2 separate regions of the Arachis hypogaea genome follow, and region 1 is linked to region 2. The links are chromatin contacts, called in public Hi-C maps. All regions are on one chromosome and are shown on one strand. The core of a region is the stretch at or near the end of the contact, and the rest is flanking DNA. Distances in the headings are between cores, read along the strand shown.

The links. A called contact is a pair of places that touch in the nucleus more often than the background predicts.
Region 1: a contact with region 2 is called in a Hi-C map of leaf, with 2.4 times the contacts expected there. The contact joins the promoter of LOC112738290 here to the promoter of LOC112738288 in region 2. A contact is called at or near these places in 2 of 8 Hi-C or Micro-C datasets (both in leaf).

Annotation. Positions count from the first base shown.
Region 1 is chr13:46,632,060-46,637,508 of arahy.Tifrunner.gnm2.J5K5, forward strand. It overlaps LOC112738290 (diacylglycerol O-acyltransferase 1C), which reads left to right and starts at 2,595. Exons shown (of 17, transcript XR_003169341.2): 1 at 2,595-3,169; 2 at 3,956-4,036; 3 at 4,204-4,277; 4 at 4,382-4,457; 5 at 4,640-4,707; 6 at 5,185-5,308.
Region 2 is chr13:46,453,431-46,459,110 of arahy.Tifrunner.gnm2.J5K5, forward strand. It overlaps LOC112738288, which reads right to left and starts at 3,225. Exons shown (of 4, transcript XM_025788660.3): 1 at 2,733-3,225; 2 at 1,943-2,162; 3 at 1,775-1,833; 4 at 857-1,231. The coding sequence starts at 2,775. The coding sequence ends at 990.

The DNA.
Region 1 (5,449 bases), core at 1,345-3,844, 180 kb after region 2:
AATGGGTAATTAAGTCCAACCCGAACCAAACCAATGACTCCCTCTAGTAATTGGTTCGGATAACGGTTCTGGAGGTGCGGAACCCGAATCAACCTCTAGATCCGACCATATATTAATTAAATAAAATAATAAAAATTTAAAATATATATATGCCTTTTAATATGTTTAGATTTTAATGTCTTTAGAGTTTAATATATTTGGATTTTAATGTGTTTAATTTTTAATGTATTTGGTGTTTAATATGTTTGGATTATTTCTATTAATGTTACATATTTATTGTACTTACAGATTTTTTAAGATAACAATTTCGCTTTTTTTTTTTATGAATTTCTTTTTCATCGGGTATCCAATTATCCGAACCGAACCAATCTGTTTTTAATCGGTTTGGTTTGGTTAGGGTACATACAAAAAAAATGCAAATTCGAACCAAATTGAACCAATTACAATTCAATTGGTTCGGTTCTAATTTTACCTTAAACCTGAACTAACCCGACCCGTCCTCACCTCTAACAAAAACCACTTTCATTACACGCAACATGTACACACGCGCGCTTCACTAACGCAAATGAAACGCCTGCTTCACTAACATTTTGCATGCCACACTCAAAGAATATGAAAAACTGTTCCTATCTTCATGCATCTTCTCCTTTTTCTTTTATTGGTGTTGTTGTTATGTTGTTGAATTTTGTTTTTGTTTCTTCTTCTCCTCTTTTTTTTCATGTTATTGCAGTCATTTATTTTTTTTTGTTTTATTTCTCTCAAAAGAATAAAACAAGACAAATTATGAAAAATAAAATAATAAGGAGAAAATAAAGAAAAAAGACAAAAAAAAGAAGAAAACGAAGCAGAAGACACCAAAAATTGTGCATAATTTATCAAAAAGATAACACTGAAATTTCTTAACAATAACACATAAATGTCTTAGTTTTTGCATCGAAAACTTGTTACAAAAGTACTAAAATATTTTTTTAATGCTGCATTTTTTCTTCTTTTTTTTTCTTTTTTCTGTTGCTCTTATTTCTTCTTTTAGTAACATTACTTCTCATATTAGACTTGAATGAACATGTTTATACTATATTGCAATCTTATTTAGTTGAATGAATGTAGGTTCACATTTATTGGATTAAATTCTTAGCAGAAATGGACTGAATTTTATTATTCATTTTTTTTCTTTTTTTCTTGATTTTATTTCTCTCAAGAAAGTAAAACAAGAATAATTATAAGAAAATAAATTAAGAAGGAGAAGATGAAGAAAAAAAATAAAAAAGAAGAAGACGAGAAAATGAGGAAGAATAAGAGTTTTGAATTGTGTGCACCTTATTTAAATTTAGAATGCACCAAAATTTTTTAATGATGACAACACATAAACAAACGCAGTTTAAAACAACCTCATATCAGAATGCACCGAAATCAGGAACAAATACAGATTCAACAAAAAAAAATTAAAAAAAGTTCTACATTATATTCAAATTCAAACCTTTAACAATGAACACATTTTTCACAAACAAAAATAAAATTATCCAACTACTGGAATATCAAATACTAACGAACTACATTAACAAAGTTTAAACCAAGCCTCATTCATTTGATTTGTTTCAAAACAATAATTTAATTCGTCTTGGTTCAATTCACAGTGTGAACTCATATTATTTATTGTCTTCGAAAACGAAATATTTATTTAAATTTGATTTCACAGCTTGATTTTAAAAAAATTTGATCGGAATCTTTAAATCATATCACTTTGATAGTGAACAAAAAAAACACAAAAAAAGAGAATATAAAAAATGTAAACAAAGTTGAGAAATTAAAAAAAAAAATCTGCATAAAAAAAAAACAGTTATATATAGTTACATATTAAATCAAAAGATTAAAAATAGATAAATAGTAGCGCTTGAAGTTAAATTAGGTTATATCAATTTGATTGAATTTAGTTAGTTAAATAACTTAAAGGTAGAGTTTTATTGTTTTATTTATTATACGGAAAATGTTACGAACCTATGTAAGCCACGAAGTTTCCTTCTCAGTCGAATAATCTTTTCCTTATTAATTGATTCCGATTCCTGCCCTTTCTACACACGATTATTATTATAATTATTTTGGTAGGAATTATTATATTTGATCATGACATGATTCTAACTATTTATAATTTATAATAATAATTAATGAGTTATAATTTAAATGACATAATTATTTTATATTTATTTAAAAATTATTGATTTAAATTTTTTTATTTTTGATAAAAAAATTATAATAATAAATCTAATTTTGTATACACTTACGTGGATACTAATTAATTATTTATAATGAAATATAATAATATATTTATAAATTTAATTTTAATGTATTATTAAATTTATATGTATATTTAATTAAATAATAATACATTACTAAAAATAATTATTTTTTATGATGTTGATTGTGTAAATAATTATTTAAAAATAATTTATACTAAATTTTATTAAAATAAGACATGAATAAATATATAACTGAAAAACTTTTTATTTATGTATATTTTATACATATTGTGCTAATTGTCATTTTTTTTGGTGACTTGCTAATTGTCATATGTAAATGATAATAAACGATTTTGAATTAACTTTCCAATTCAAGAATAAATTTTCTAAAGAATTACGTAAATAAAAGTTATTTGTATAAATTCGAATAAACAAATAAAGCAAAATCGCAGTCTTCTGCATCTGAAGAATAAGTTGTTTTTCGCGCACCGTTTCGGCGAGTATTGTATTTCGCTGAAACAGTGAAGAAACAAAACGGTTAGTCCCTTCGGATGGCGATTTCCGATGTGCATGAGACTTCTGTCGCCGGCGACGGAGCCAACCACTCTTCGCTGCGGCGGAGGCACAGCCGCGTAGCTTCCAGCGGCGGCAACATGTTCGACGAAGCTGCGGCTTCCGCTGAGGCTGTGATGATAGATTCGTCGGGGTCCGACGATTCACTGAACGAGAGGATAGGTGCCGCCAGGGAGGAGAAGGTGAAGGAGAAGCAGAAGCAGAAGGAGGAGGACCGGAAGCCGCCGGATCATGCTTCCCGAAATGAGGTCCAAGACGGCGAACGAGCTGCCGCCGGAGATAACTTCACTTACCGGGCTTCAGTTCCGGTTCACCGGAGAATCAAGGACAGCCCGCTCAGTTCCCGCAACATTTTCAAACAGGTTTTTACTTTTTCATTTTTTTGGCGCTGATTTGGTTTATCTGTGTTCTGCATGTGAAGTTCTGTTACTCTTGATCCAGTGAATTGACGATAAGAAGAATAAGAACAAAAAAATTGGAATGTGTTCAGTAATTGTAATGGTAACACGTCGCATTGTAATGGTGACAAAAATTTTCACTACAAGTTTAGCAGTTCAGAAGATCGTGCCATCAGGATATATTTCATAAATGGTGAAATTTAAATTGCTTCATATTTTGAGGTTTTTTTGGTATGTGGCTGTGGATTTTCATGTTTGTACCCACATATACCAATAAAGTAGTAGGAGTGACACTTTTAGCTGCATGCTACTCGTCTCTTGTGGATACGTATTGCTATAACAACAATTCTTCTGCTACTCTCCTTCTATTGCTAACCATTGGGCTATCTCACACATGTAATCTACCCTCCTGGCCGGATGCTCCGGTTTTTCCCCAACATGTCTAGACCATTTAAGGTGAGATTCCTCAGTATTTTCAACGGTAGGCACCACTCAAACTTCATCTCTCATGTCCTCGTTCTTTATTTTGTCCATTCGACTATGGCCACTCATCCACAACTAAAGCATCCTCATCTCAGCCTATGGGTATTTGTTGCAAGCAAAAACCTATTTGTGTGTTTAATGTTAAATAAATGAGAGAAACAGGTTTTTCAAACTTATTGTTTTGCTTAACATGTTTGTTTCTCCTTTTGCTGCCGCGTGTAAGTTTTTCTTTTGGTTACTAACAAGTGTAGGTCAATTGAATTGCAGAGCCATGCAGGACTGTTCAATCTCTGTGTAGTAGTGCTTATCGCGGTGAACAGCAGACTTATCATTGAGAATATAATGAAGGTTTTCCACTTCCATTTATTCTCAGTGTCTATCTTGTAGGATTTGAAATTCCAACATATGAATGTGCATTCATCTGCAAGACACACAGCTTTAATTCTGTGGTCTTTGATTTGCCAGTAAAATCTTTTCCCTTTCTAAAATCTCTTTCCTGTATTATGTTTTTGCAGTATGGTTGGTTGATAAATTCTGGCTTTTGGTTTAGTTCAAAATCGTTGAGAGATTGGCCCCTCTTAATGTGTTGGTAATGAGCTTGGAGAATTCTTGAAGAATAGACTGATTTGGTATAGCTTTTTCGAGGGTTTGTTCTTAAGACATTGCTTAACAATATTAATTATTCTCTTGCAGTATTAGTCTTAATTTATTTCCACTTGCTGCTTTTATGGTGGAAAAGTTGGCACAGAAAAAGCGCATTAGTGAACCGGTAAGTGATCCTCCCAGGTAAGCTTTTATTGTCACGGAGAAAAATGTTTGTTAAACTTATGAATTTTTTTATTGTCATAAGAATAATAGTAGTTTCAGAGTATGGTTATTTGTGGTGTCATATTTTCAGTTATGAAATCTTCCACATTTGAATAATTGGTAGTGTTGACTTGAATGTTGCAGGTTATTTTTCTACTTCATACAATCATTATGACAGGAGAAATTTCGTTTCCAGTTCTAGTAATTCTCAGGTCAGTATAGAGTTAATTCAAAATTGTTTCTGGGTTTTCCAATAGAAACTCTCGTGACGCTGCAATCATGAAAGTTTCTATTGATTTGTGTGTGAAAGTTCGTGTGCTTGAGGTTAAGTTGATAAAGATGTTTTAGCTATGAGATTATGTAATAATTTGGGCTTTATTTGAGACGTGTTTTAAAATTCTTCTGCTGAGCATCATCTTAAGTTTTCATTCAGATAATGTTGAAGTTTAGCTATCACGCATTTAACTATTCAATGTAACCGATACAAGCCTTAACCGAATATAAGATCATGGTAAATTCCCTGTTTTAATGAGAAAGGTTTACCACATTTGTGATAGTGGTTTCTCTTAGAAGTGATATGATAGAGAAATATACTTGGTGCATAAACTAACTATGTGGTCAGGTAAGTGTCATTTCATAGATATTGATATTCCAATTGTATCTTATGGATATGTTGCTTTTTTGTCCAGCTGTGATTCTACGTTTTTATCAGGCCTCACATTGATGATGGTTGCATGCATTATATGGTTAAAATTGGTGTCATATGCACATACAAGTCATGATCTGAGATCACTTAGCTTGTCAATTGAAAAGGTGATGTTTAATTTCAATTTGGAAAAACTTTACTTCGACATCCAAATTGCTATCCTATTTTTAGACACTCAATCTAGAACCATTTTGGAAAACTTCCACTTGGACATCCAAATTGGTGTTCTATTTGTGGATACTCAATCC
Region 2 (5,680 bases), core at 1,975-4,474:
AAAAATATATTTTGTCAATTTTTATATATTATTTTTATTTTAGTAAGTAAATATTAATTTTATTATAAAATTAATTAATAATATTTATTTAAATATCTAATGTAAAATGATAGAATAATATAAAAAATTTATTTAACTTGATGTCTATTTTAGTAATTTTTTATCTAAAAGTAATTTTGAGTAGTGTAATCCAAACAATATTTACTTTACTATAATCCATTTTGATATAAAGATTACCAAACATAAATTACTTTAACACAAACTTACTTTTTATGAGAATCAAGTTTGCAAAATCAATTTTATGCATACTCCCGTTTACAAACTAAAATCCAAATACACACTTAGTTTTATTTGAATTGGCTTCTGTCAGTGAAAAATATTTTTTTTTATTTTAAATATATTTAAATACCTTTTGTAAAAAATACACTTTTATTAAAAAAATGTCTTTTTTCTGAATTTGAATAGTACTTTGTTTAAGAAAAACGTAAAAGCAAAAAAAGAAATTTAATACCTAAAAGTTCTTTTTAAAAAGCTAATCTAAATACGAAATAACTTTTTTTAATTATAATATATTTTTAAAAAAATAAAAAATAAATATTTTTTTTCACAATCCAAATTGAATTTCATTTCAGAAAAATAAATACCTCCAATGTGTTCAAGTATTCCATGTACTCATGTAAAAGACTCAACTTTATGTGTAAACTATATGTGGATAAAGATTAGAACCATAACTGTCCATAACAAGAAGTTCACACAATAATATTTCTTATGATGAGCAAGGTAAAAATGTTAACTACTATTCTTCAAGCTTCAATAATGATGAAAAATATTTAAAAAAAAAAACCATATTAGCACCTTTTTCCCAAAAAAGTAAATATCTTAGGGGTGTGGACAAAGATTTACATCTGGTATATATTGTCATATTGACAGTTATGTATTGATACACTACAAAGTTACAAACATGTATTTACTGTTTATCTGATTCATCATCAACTTCCTTTCTTAGGAAGTATTGCTTGCAAAACAGCTTCAAATTCCTCTTTTACCCTTCCAAATACATTTGGACCCTTGACCTCATTGGCAGGGGTATTCTCGTCAATATCATCATTTCTTCCATGAGTTTCTTTGTGATGATGATGGTGCTTTGACTTATTATTGTGTATGATGGCTTTGATCTCTTTCTTAGTTCTTGCTATAAGGTTTGCTGATGATGACTTTGCCTTCTTTTCTGCTATTAGAAAATATAGCTCATAACCATCTAAGCAACAAAATTTTTGACCCTTAACTATGTTATTATTTTTATATAAACCAGCAACTCTAGATTGGAAAGCCTTTATAAGGGCATGAAACTAATTTTCAGACATTTTTGTCGACGTCATAGTACATAATTTAGATATCTGTATAAAATTTTATTACATTGATAGAGCATACAAATCAAATCTAGTAGTCCATAGTAACAAGACATATAACAGAAAATTCGTATAATCCCTGGACAAGATAACTAAGGCATCCAAAGAATTGGAACAAGAACGTATAATAAATTGATAGGCCCTACTGTTCTCCTATATGAAAGATTCCCAAAACATTGTTAAAACAAAGAAATGACTTTGCATAGTAAAACTCTAGAATCAAATAAGCAAAATTAATGAGACCATTTATATTAGTTGTCACCATTCACCAACCACTAATTCAAAGAATGCATTTCTCTTTCATCTATACAATCTCCAAATGACCAAAGGAAAAGATAACATTTCCCACATATTTTGTGATGTACCTGATGGAGAGTTTGGGATTTCATGTTTGAATTTTGACTCAGCTATTTGATTTCCATCCCTACAACACAAAAACAAGAAATCAGAGTCTCTCAGCAGAAAAGAAGTCAATTATGAACTGAAAACAAAAAGATGGTAAGACAACGAGGAAAGGTTTGAAAAATGAAAACCCTGTATCATGAGCATGGGCCTCTTTCTTTTGATGGAACAGTTGAGCAAGTGCTTGAAACTCCTCCTTTGCTCTCTCAAACAAATTTGGAGCCTTCACATCATCCAAAGACGTGTTTTCATCGATGCAATTATTCACTCCATGAGTTTCCCTGCTATGATTACGATGATGATGACAAGTTGACTTCTCAGAATGCACTTTAGCATCAACTTCTTCCTTAACTGATAGCAGAAAACATCATAACAAAGCCATCCAAAAGTTAGGGAATTTGTTATAAACTTCACATATTGCTCATGTAGTAACAAAATTTGCAATGAATTCTACGCATAAAGTGATAAATAGCTCATTCTTTTTTCTCTGAATTCATAGCTAAATAAAAATTTGCTCATCTGGTTTCCCCATTCATTTGTTTTTTCTTTTTGTAATCTTAAACATAAAAATCAAATCTACCGACATTACTAACAATAGAAGTTGAAACCAGAACCAAAACTTGCAATTATATATAAAAAAAAAAAGAGAGACCCTCTAAGTCCTGAACAATTAAACACCATTTGACCTAAATAAATAAACAGCAAAAGTAAGATCAACGTATATGAAATTACGAATCACGCAATAAGGATTGCTTGTTGGTATTGGAATCACAAGTTTATACAAAAATCAACATGTAAACTCAAACTGGGGAGTCCATTTTGTATATTAATTAGATGGTCGAAACTCGAAAACTATGTACATACGTATATGAACTAGTTGTGATGAATAAGGGAGTAACAAGAGTGATTGAGCGGGATCACCTGATACAGAGTAGGCAACATCCTTGGAATTAGAATCGGCCATTGCGAGAGAGAGAGAGAGAGAGAGAGAGTACGAGGATGTTTGCGTGTGTTTGTTGAGAGAGTTGAGAATGTGTGAAGAGGGTGTGGCTGTTAATGTGAGGAGTTTGTTTTAAAAAAGGGGGGTGTGTGTGAGAGAGTGTGAGTTGGCAAAGCGCAAACGCATGGAAAAGATTGGAATGAATGAAGATCAGTGACTTTCAGTTGATTGAGCAAAGTCATCCATTTCCATCCGCTGGGATTGAGAAACGGCGTGACGGATTGATTCAGACAACTCAACAGATTGCAAACCTGTCACTGCTAACGAGGATATACGCGCTCACAAAATTCTTTTTTTTTTTTTTTGTTCATACAACACACTCACAGCCGCAAACCTAGCAACTACACTAAGATTCGAACTTGGTGTGGCTTCATTTGAGGCAAATATCTTTGCCACTACATCACATGCCTCAGCCACCGCGCCCACAAAATTAAATTCACCAATCATTCGGGCTTTCCTGGGCCTTTTTGGTGGATACTTTATTGGGCTTTATTTAGTTATCTGTGGTAATTTATTGATCTATAACCACAAAAAGATTAACATGTAGGTTCTAGCTCCAAGACCAAAAACCAAAAATTTATGGTTTGGTCCGAAAGTTTTTTTGTTACTTGCGGTCTTTTTTCTTATAGACTTAAGAGTAGTGCACAAATGAGAGAAAGAAAAATAAACCACAAAAAATGTCTTCGAACTATGGAACAGCTGCCAAAAAATGTGCTTATGGTATATAGGATGGAGCAATGCCTCAAAATGGCATTGGGTGGTGATGTGCCGTCGTATAGACGGGGGCTTCCCTTGTCCTTTTTCTTTTTTTAAAATATATAATATCAAATTCTGGTAGTCTCTCACAAATAGCGCAAGAGTGGTTTTTTTTTTTTTTTTTTGTTTTTTTTTTTAAAAGGTTGCGAAAGTACTTTTCATATTTTGCGAGAAATGAAAGTAAATTTTTTTTTTAACCTTTTAATTTATTTATAACATTTCTATGAACATTTTCACTTACAATACTTTTACCACAACACATCCAACACTTTTTTCATTATCCTTTCTCTTCACAATAATCACAACCACCATATATTATCATTATGTCTTTTATTATCCTAGTTTTTCTTCATTCCCAACTAATCCATCAACCTCTCTGCTTCTTCTTTAATTTTTCATTAAAATAGCTTGATGATCTCCTCCTGAACAAACAAACAACAACAAAAATATCAAAAATTTAAACATATTTATTAAACAAAAGAAATCATAACATAATCATAAGCTAAGATTTCTAACATTTTACACAAAAATTATTTATAAAAATCTTATCAACAAATAAAAGTGGAAGAGTCTAGCTATTAGCTACTACCAATATCACAAAATAAAAAAAATAAAAAAATAAAAACTCAAATAAAAAAGTATAAAAAAATTCATAAATATTGTACACAATTATTTTTAAAAAAATCATCAAATATTTTTTATAATGCATGCAAATCTATTGTGTCTTTCTAAAAAGAGACGTGTGAAAAACTGAAACAATGAAAGGTTGAAGAAGTTGAAAATAATGCTTGAAGAGTTTAAATATTTTTGATAATGCATGCAAATCTATTGTGACTTTTTAAAAAGGGTTTAAATGCTGTAATAATAAAATTAATTAGTAACAATACTTGAAACTTCTTAGTGGTTGGATAGGATCTGAACAACTTGTTTGTTGTCCTAAGTGTAAAAATTTAATAACTTAAAAATAAATTAAGATAAGAAAATATATATATTGATGTTGAGAAATTGTTTAGTGTTTGAAATGGTTGAAAAGGATTTAAGAGTGATTTGAGTCAGATGGAACCCTTGAAGGGTGAAAATATCCGAATTTTAGGAGAGATTCTGTCAAAAATTTTATAAGTCTTGAATAGAATTGAATAATGAAGATAATGACAATTGTTGTGTTTTCATAAAGACAAGAGACTTTGTCTTGGAGATTAATTTGATTTTCTAATTAAAGAATTATGTTTTGGAAGAGTCTTAAACTTAAAATGGAGTTGAAGTTAGTTTGAAAGTTTGGTTGATCAAAGATTGTATGGTTATGTTAATTTATGAGGTCTAGGGATAAGTTAACTTGTTTGATTTGGTTAACAATCAAAAGAATAAATAGAGTAATTAAAGTTAACTTGAAAAGAGATTTAATTAATTAAAGTTTAAAAGGCTAGTTAATTATTATCTTAAGGATTGAAAAATTTTATAAAGAATGAGATAAACTTGATATTTGGTTAGTTATTGACAAAAAGTTAGAGGAAGATAAGGGTAAAATAGATGAGTATAACTTAGACTTGAATTTGGTTGAGTTTTATGGTTGGTTTTTGCTGAGAATATTGTGTTATAAAATGATGAATCTATTTTGATATTTATGATTGTGCAAGTTGAATCATAATTAATCATGTTGGGTTGGTTTAAAATTGAAGAATTGAATATGGTTATTTTGACAAAGACTCGATGAGCTATAAATGTGTGGTTTTGATTTCAATAAAAGGAATTAAGTGATTGATTATTGTGTTGAGTTTATGGCTTTGTGCATGAGAATGAATGATGTAAATTGATATTTAAATTGAGGTTGGAGAATGGTAGAATAAATGGTATGAGGTTGGTTGAATTTGAGAGAATCTTTAATGGTGGTTAAGCCCAATTTTAGCATATAATATGTCAAAATTTTTCAAGATTATAAGCAAGAGTAATTAGTACAATCTTTAATAAGTTTTAAACTTTCTGTCTCTAAAAGTTTTGATTTTTATGATTATTGTAAGACCCAGCAAAATATTAAATAATTAGGTGACAATTAATAAATAAATTAAATGAAAGCGAAAAAAGATTAGAGAATTAACATTTATAATTTGAAAAAATA